Linked DNA regions of Mus musculus: region 1 is linked to region 2. A link is a contact called in public promoter capture Hi-C data. All regions are on one chromosome and are shown on one strand. The core of a region is the stretch at or near the end of the contact, and the rest is flanking DNA. Distances in the headings are between cores, read along the strand shown. Region 1 has its middle 23 kb from the start of Acsm4. Region 2 holds the start of Acsm5 (acyl-CoA synthetase medium-chain family member 5).

Evidence for each region. Promoter capture Hi-C pulls out the DNA fragments that hold promoters and counts their contacts.
Region 1: a promoter capture Hi-C map of liver shows a contact between it and region 2. The contact joins the enhancer-like site here to the promoter of Acsm5 in region 2. A contact is called at or near these places in 12 of 39 promoter capture datasets (3T3-L1-derived adipocytes, the C10 cell line, embryonic stem cells and 4 more), 1 of 15 datasets of contacts at CTCF or cohesin (embryonic stem cells), 57 of 484 Hi-C or Micro-C datasets (the Ba/F3 cell line, the G1E-ER4 cell line, Sertoli cells and 18 more), 4 of 115 datasets of contacts at active chromatin or transcription factors (astrocytes, hepatocytes and liver) and 2 of 9 other capture datasets (embryonic stem cells and pancreatic islet).

Annotation. Positions count from the first base shown.
Region 1 is chr7:119,665,445-119,669,513 of GRCm38.p6, reverse strand. No RefSeq gene overlaps it. Among named protein-coding and RNA genes, the nearest start is that of Acsm4, 23 kb to the left of the region's middle. Within about 2 kb of position 1,438, at least 4 of the 459 cell types and tissues checked have an H3K27ac peak or open chromatin away from gene starts, as enhancers often do. A contact at or near this core is called in hepatocytes and liver, where this site is marked.
Region 2 is chr7:119,524,857-119,528,835 of GRCm38.p6, reverse strand. It overlaps Acsm5 (acyl-CoA synthetase medium-chain family member 5), which reads right to left and starts at 2,571. Exons shown (of 14, transcript NM_178758.3): 1 at 2,399-2,571; 2 at 198-417. The coding sequence starts at 398. It also overlaps a transcript of Pdilt not described here.

The DNA.
Region 1 (4,069 bases), core at 189-2,688, 140 kb before region 2:
ATTTCTGGGCTAATAGCCACTTATCAGTGAGTGCATATCATGTGTGTTCTTTTGTGATTGGGTTACCTCACTCAAAATGATATCCTTCAGATCCATCCATTTGCCTAAGAATTTTATAAATTTATTGTTTTAATTGCTGAGTACTACTCCATTGTGTAAATGTACCATATTTTCTGTATCCATTCCTCTGTTGAGGGACATCTGGTTTTTTTCTAGCTTCTGGCTATTATAAATAAGGCTGCTATGAACATAGTGGAGTATGTGCCCTTATTACAAGTTGGAACATCTTCTGGGTATATGCCCAGGAGAGGTATTGCTGGATTTTCCGGTAGTACTATGTCCAATTTTCTGAGGAACCACCAGACTGATTTCCAGAGTGGTTGTACAAGCTTGCAATCCCACCGGCAGTGGAGGAGTGCTCCTCTTTCTCCACATCCTTGCCAGCATCTGCTGTCACCTGAGTTTTTGATCTTAGCCATTCTGACTGGAGTGATGACTAAGGATGTTGAACATTTTTTCAGGTGCTTCTCAGCCATTCGGTATTCCTCAGTTGAGAATTCTTTGTTTAGCTCTGTACCCCATTTTTAATGGGGTTATTTGATTTTCTGGAGTCTAGCTTCTTGAGTTCTTTATATATATTGGATATTAGTCCCCTATCAGATTTAGGATTGGTAAAGATCCTTTCCCAATCTGTTGGTTGCAGAGGTTCATTTCTTACTGTGAGAGTATGCACTTTACTACAGAAATGCCACACACACCCTCCATTACAGGGACACAAAGGTGTGTGTGTGTGTATTGTTTGTAGAGGAGAGAGAAGGGGGGGAGAAGAAGAAGAAGGAGGAGGAGGGGAGGAAGAGGAGTAGTAGTAGTAGTAGTAGGAGGAGGAGGAGGAGGAGGAGGAGGAGGAAGAGGAGGAAGAGGAGAAGGAGGAGGAGGAGGAGGAGGAGGAAGGGCTAAGAGAGAGGGAAGAGAACATCCCATAGATATGGTCACACTGGTTTTGACCGACCTGTACTAGGTTACTGGACAAGGGCTCCAGAAATCTCTAGTGATCACGGACTCTTGTTCAAAGTCAGAATCGTTGCACTTACCCAACCTCAAGTAAGGAACATTTATTCTGTTTATCCACACCCACAAGAAGGGAATGCCATGATGAACCTTGATGAAATATGCTTATTATTATTTTGTTTTATTTTATTTTACTTTTCACTTTGTCTGGCTAAATTCCCATGGGTGAGTAAGACTTTCTCTCCCCTGAGCAGTTAAGTGGCTTATCTGCTTGTTCTAGGCCATCCACTCTTGAAGCTTGGTTTTCAGAGAGAAGTTCTGTCGGGCTTCATCCATGTCTGATTACAGAACCACGGTTAATATCCCGACAGCCACCAACTGGAACTGGATGTCCATGACTCAGGACTTTCACCAGCTAGTGGTAGGACAGACTTTGCTCTTTGGCATATTTGATCTGTGTCTTTGACCCTTACAATCCAGGTTATTGCTCTCTGTCAAGTAGTAGCTGCTTCCAAGAAGTACACTCTGTACTTTACCAAGGTTTGAGTGTCAAAGGGAAAATGTTCCAGAACTCACTTTGGAGAGGGTGTTTTGCTTTGTTTATTTGTTTTGCACAAAACTAAGGCTAGGTGTCTGGGTTAGGTGGGATTATATTTTCATTCATGTCTTCTTGTCATACTCATAAATATCAATTTTGTAAAATGATGATTGCATTTGTTGTCATTCCCATAACTTTCCAAGTTTTCTGTTCATTTACATATTAACTTGCAGTATTGTTACTGATTGGCTTAAGGGTCATTTTATGAAATATGAAAGTGAATTTTTATCATTGATTATTTGGAATCACATTCTTATAGCATGTTAGTTCTCAATGCTTAATATTATATACACTTATTTTGACACACAATTTGTATGTCCTTCAGAGATATGTCCTTAAGTGTCTTTTTAAGAACTGGCATGAAGGTTGAAAGAAAATTGTGATAGAAATTGTGCTAAGCAATTTTCTGTGCATGATTATGGTTGGATTAATAACCTAGGCATTGTAAAACAGGGGCGCGTTTCTCTTAGTCATGCTCACGCTCACAAGCATATTTCGTGTGCTACTTTCACATGTATTGTTCACATTTGATTAGTTGTTTTCCCTCAGTCTTTCACATTGTATGGGCATACTTCTGGGTATGCCCAGAGAATTTTAAGAGGATGACTCATGGGGATTTAGCAGAAGGCCCAGGTTTCCTGTCCACTGTTAAGTTTATATGTGTTTATTTCTCAGTTTTAAAGTGATCCTTTAACTTTGGAATAAAATTGTATTTAGAGTTCTAAAAATGTAGAGCTGGGGGCTGGAGAGAAGAACACTGACTGCTCTTCCAGAGGTCCTGAGTTCAAATCCCAGCAACCACATGGTGGCTCACAACCATCTGTAATGGGATCCGATGCCCTTGTCTGGTGTGGCTGAAGACAGCCCCAGTGTACTCATATACATAGAATAAATAAAATCTCTAAAAAGTGTAGAGCTGGGGATGCAGCTCGATTGGTAGAGTGCTTACCCAGCATGCACAAGGTCCTGGGTCCAAGCCTCAGCACCACAAAGACCAAGAATGCACATCTGTAATCCCATTATGTGCATGTAGAGGCAGGAAGAACAGAAGTTAAAGGCCATCTTCAGTTATATATGACCAGCCTGGGCTACGTGAGACCAAACAAATAAACAAACAAACCCCCAAACATCTTCTTATTCATATTTCTCAGGAAAAACAAATTTTACACTTATATATGCCCAGTGAGGAATCACCCCTTTCAGGAAGGGATCACATCTGTTAGTCACAACTGTCCGTGTTCTCCCCATTGCTCGTCTCCAAAGCTGATGCACCTGTCCATTTCCCCAAGATCCAAAAGGCAGAAGGGACAAATGGCTGTCTATTAGCATACCATGGCATATGCTGGCCTTCAAGCTCCTTCAGAATCACAAGAACCTGTTATCCATTTCAAAGGCCATGCTAGTATCAGGACTCTTCTCACCTCTTCCCCTACCCTAAGCCCCCCTAGCTCACAGGCTTCCTTCCCCATGGCTATACCACTCCCCTTATAGCTCTGCTATTTTGGTATGCCCTCTCTCTTTCTTCCTCACTTTCCCTCTCCCCCTCCATCCCTCTCTTGCTCTCTCCTCCTCTTTTCTTCTTCTTCTTCTTCTTCTTCTTCTTCTTCTTCTTCTTCTTCTTCTTCTTCTTCTTCTTCTTCTTCTTCTTCTTCTTCTTTCTCTTCTTCTTCTTCTCCTCTCTTCTCTTCTTCTTCTTCTTCTTCTTCTTTCTTTTCTTCTTCTTCTTCTTCTTTCTTTTCTTCTCTCCTCCTCCTCCTCCTCCTCTTCCTCCTCCTCCTCCTCCTCCTCCTCCTTCTCCTTCTCCTTCTCCTCCTCCTTTCTTCTCCTTCTTCTTCTCTTCTTCTTCTTCTTCTTCTTCTTCTTCTTCTTCTTCTTCTTTCTTTTCTTCTTCTTTCTTTTCTTCTTCTTCTTCTTTCTTTTCTTCTTCTTCTTTCTTTTCTTCTTTCTTTTCTTCTTCTTCTTCTTCTTCTTCTTCTTCTTCTTCTTCTTCTTCTTCTTCTCCTTCTCTCTCTCCTTCTCTCTCTCTCTCTCTCTCTCTCTCTCTCTCTCTCTCTCTCTCTCTCTCCTTTCCCACACTCCCAACCCATCTCTATCCATCTGCCCTGCTCCCACTTCTCTCATGACCAGGTCTAATCAGCTGGCCATGGTCAGTCTGCTTCTACTTCTTTCTCTCTTTGCTCTGGATTCTCCCAGTTGTCTTGCTTTCTTATAACTACAATAAAAAATCAGTCATGTTGTCAGTTTATACACCACCTTTCACACATCTCTGACTTTTGTGAGGTGATATGTACCCTAAGAGTCAATAGTATAATTTTGAGATTGATACATAATTGGTTGTGTATCAACAGTTGGATTCTCCTCATAGATGGCAGATGGAGCCACCTGTTTGAGTAGTATACACTTCTTCTTCCATCTTATAAAGAGATGTGGGTCTGTATCTCCCTTCACTTTTTACTTTCACAA
Region 2 (3,979 bases), core at 1,322-3,821:
TGTCTGGCTCACACCACGTGGGTCTAATTTGTCCCCTTCAGGCCTCAGGCTTTAGTGCTAACAGTTTCGATTTTAGGACTTGCCAAGTTCCCAGGTCACGGTGTTGAGATGTGCTTATCTTACAGTCTTGACTCTCACCACAGTATCTGGGGGACTTCAGATGCCCGAGTGGGACACCAGGGAAGGATGAGCCTCACCTTTTCCAGCTGACTCCACACATCCAACACATCATGAGCAAAGTTGAAGTACTCGGGCACTGGCTGCCTCCCCAGGCTGATGGCTTCCCAGGTAGCTACCACCTCAGGGATCGGGGGAGGTGGTGGCTGTGTGTGAATCCTGCAGACTCCCCAGGAACTCCTCAGAGCCTGGCAGGCCAGGCCTCTTAGCCACAACCTCATGACTTCTATCAACTTCTGCCTGTCACCAAAGAGGAGAGGGTATAATGTTGAATTCTGGAATTTGGGTTGAGGAGGAGTCTGTAACCAGCCATGTGTGTGGCAGTGTAGCTCATACTGACAGTCATTCGGCTGTGACACTGGAAGTGTCTCTTCTCTGAACGGGAAGTCCTCTCCTACCTCTCTCTGTATCAGGGTCTGCATGTATCTGAGACCATCCATTCACAGCCCAGTTCTTAAAACTTAGGCCTTCAAGGGGATCCCCCAATGACAGTAATTTTGCTGTTTTAAAAGCAATCAACATGCGTTTTATGTGTTTGTGTATATGGATTGTGTATGTGTTTTTAGATACACATGTGTGCTTAGGTGTGTGTGTTTAGGTGCATATGGAAGCCTTGACTGTTGTTTTTTTAGGCACTGCCCCCCCCCCTTTGAGGCAAGATCTCTCATTGTCTTATAACTGATCAGTTAGGCTATGCTGGCTGGCCAGTGCACCCCAGGAGTCCTCCTGTCTCCAGCTCCTCCATATAGGTTCTGGGATAGAATTAGGCCCTCATATTTGCAGGACAAAGATTTTGTTGACTGAATTATCTCCCTAGGTTCTTAACCCACTTCTTAACTGTTTCAACTGGTAAATAATTACATAGCCACTGGTATGTTTCAACTGGTAAATAATTAGAGGCCACAGTGGGACATTTCAGCTAATTTGTGCAGTATATGACGTCATCTCAAACAGCTCAACTCTGCCCAGTAGAACCAAAATGCTAGCCACACATGCCACACAGAGATTTATAGCACTGAGATGCAGGGAAGTAAAAAGGAAACAAATTAGATAATATATATGGTACTTAGCCAGGCATGTGAACAACATATCACTTGTCTTTTGTACCGAGACTGCAAGCAGAGTGTGCACTTGAGGCTAACACAACAGCTAGGTTTCTTAAGTGCCAGGAGCTGCCAGTGGTCAGAGCTGTTTTAGGGCCTTGCTGTTCAGGGGATAGGACCTTAGAGCATGAGTGGTCCCCAGAGCTGTGCCTTGGCTCCCACCTGTGAGTGTGACTCTGCATGTTCACAGGATCCCAGAGATATCTGTAGCCTGGGGACACTTTCAGTTTCAGTCCCTTGGGGCAAATTCCTCTAGTGATAACAGAACAGGGTAACAGTAAGACAATGATAATAGTTTAAACAGCAGGAAAGGCCCATTCCCACAACCACTGAAGGCTGACTGTGCACAGAGCATATTGCGAAAACAAAAACAAAAAACAAAAAACCCAACAACAATTTCACATCAATAAATTGCCCATGCACCTGAAACTATCCATGCTTTTGTAAGTAACTCTAATTAAACTCACTGGGTTCAGGAAATAATAACTTAAAAAACCAAAAATGCCAGAGAGGGACTAGTTGAGAAGGAGGAAGAGGGAGAGGAGGAGGAGGGAGAGGAGGAGGAGGAGGAGGGAGAGGAGGAGGAGGAGCAGGAGGAGGAGGAGGGCATCAGTGGGGATGGAAAGGGACAAAGAGTGGAAACGAGGATGATTAGGATGAAAACACATTTTATCCGGGTCTGAAAAGCCTCGCTGAAACCCATTATTGTGTATAATAACATAAGCGCTCGATCAACGGTAAGAACTACACAAAAAGCTTTTCATGAAGCCCTGTGACAACTCTCTCCCAAATTCTACTTTCCTCATTAGAGGAGGCGGCTTAGAAGGGAAACAGTTACTTCCGACTCTCACTTTCCAGAAAAGTCTAGGTTCAGCCTTTGGCTCGTAGCCACTAACACCGGGTTTAGAGCCTCGGATCTCCCGGACATCGCTCCTGTATTCTGCCTCACACACACCCGTTTCTTTGACTCTTCCCTTCTTGATGGCTGACCTCCACAGCCTTCAGGTCTTTCCTGACAATTTCCTAAGGTCACATTGTGCCATTCCTATCCTTGATTTAATCCCCAAAGGTCTCTGGGTAGGTGGCACGTGCCAGTGAAGGGTTTCTTGCTCAGTTACCTTGTTTTAAAATCTGAGGTACACAAAAGGCATCTGCGTTTCACTGCAGCAGCAAGGCAGACCTAAAAGCTCCTGAGAAGATTTCCCCAGAAGCGATGAAGGCAGGATTGGGACAGGGAGCTTTAGCCCCAAGCACAGCCTGGAGAAAACAGGGTTAGAAGTCAGCAGCTTCAAGTTTCAGAGGGTCAGGACACTGTGAGCTGGTGAAAGCAGCTCCCTGCCAGGGTTTCCCAGGCAAACAGTGCCTGCAAGATAAACCTTGGCCTGGAGTCAGCCTGTTAGGGACTGGCACACTAGTACACGTGCTCCCTGGAATTCAAATGAGAGCTTTATGCTGCTTTAACAGAAAGGACAATAAACCAGATCCTATCTGTTTTTCACCTGAATGCCCCCTTCTGCACCCCCAATACCCTTTGCCCAGGGCTTAAAGATAAAAAATGTGACCCTGAAGGAATAGCTTGGCAAAGGATGTGAGCAGGATTCTTTGAACGAATAAAATGGCTCTTGGATGGGGGCCAAGGCAGGACAATTACATAAATTTACTGGAAAGAAAAAAAAACTGGATATTACCTAAATAAAGCTGTTGAGATCAAATAGAAAGCTTTCTAATGCTCCCTACTTCCTCAAGGGTTAAAGCCAAAGCTGTGATATGGGTGCATGGCAGGCAGGCAGGCTGCTTCTTTGAGAACAGCAGCAAAAAACCATCCTGATCCACAGCCATTGGGATGCCATTAGTGTAGCTATCACCAGAACCAGCTTCCGAAGCTCCCACAGGTTAATTTGTGCTCCACCCCACCCCGTAATTGTTTCCAGCACAGTGCAGCTCCATGCCTGAGTCTTCCTGCCCAGATGCCCCTTCTACACGGTATCCTACCTTAAAGTCTCACATGGAACAGCCCCGGGACTCCCTCAGACCAGAACTGTCTCCACCAGCAGTCTTTTGCCACTCCTCCTCTGACCACCATTCCTCCCTCTCTAGGACGGGCCCCTTTCTAATGCTGTGTAGTTTTAGTTGCTGTGTAGTTTTAGTTAATTCCCAGTGTGTCTCCCCTTCACACAGGCACATCAGGACACGTGGGTGTAGATTTGGGATCCTCTGCACTCTGGCACTCCTGCACTCAGAATACTCCTTCATTTGGGAGAGGTCGTGATTCTTTGTTGAGTCCTCAAGTAGCAAAGGTGAAGATTCATTTAATATTTTTTCACTGCCAGATACTGTGTTGGGGTTTTCCATGGGTAATAAGTTCAAAGTGATTTCTGTGTTTTGCTTTTTTTATTGTATGTATGTATGTATGTATGTATGTATGTATGTATGTATGTATTTTTGGATAAAATCTAACCTGACAAAGTCCCCATACCCCAGCACAGGACCTCAGAGCATTGTTCTTAACACTAGAGGGGGATGAGGGGTTGTCACACAGGCTGTGTAGCAATCATACGCCATGTTCCTCCTCTGATCTCGTCAGGTCAACCAGGCCCATGTCCACGTGAGCAGCATTTCTTTCTCCCTGACTGCCTTGGCCACAGTGTCTTCACTGGGTCCTAGGCAATAAGCCCATGCCTGAATTTGCAGCAGTTTCT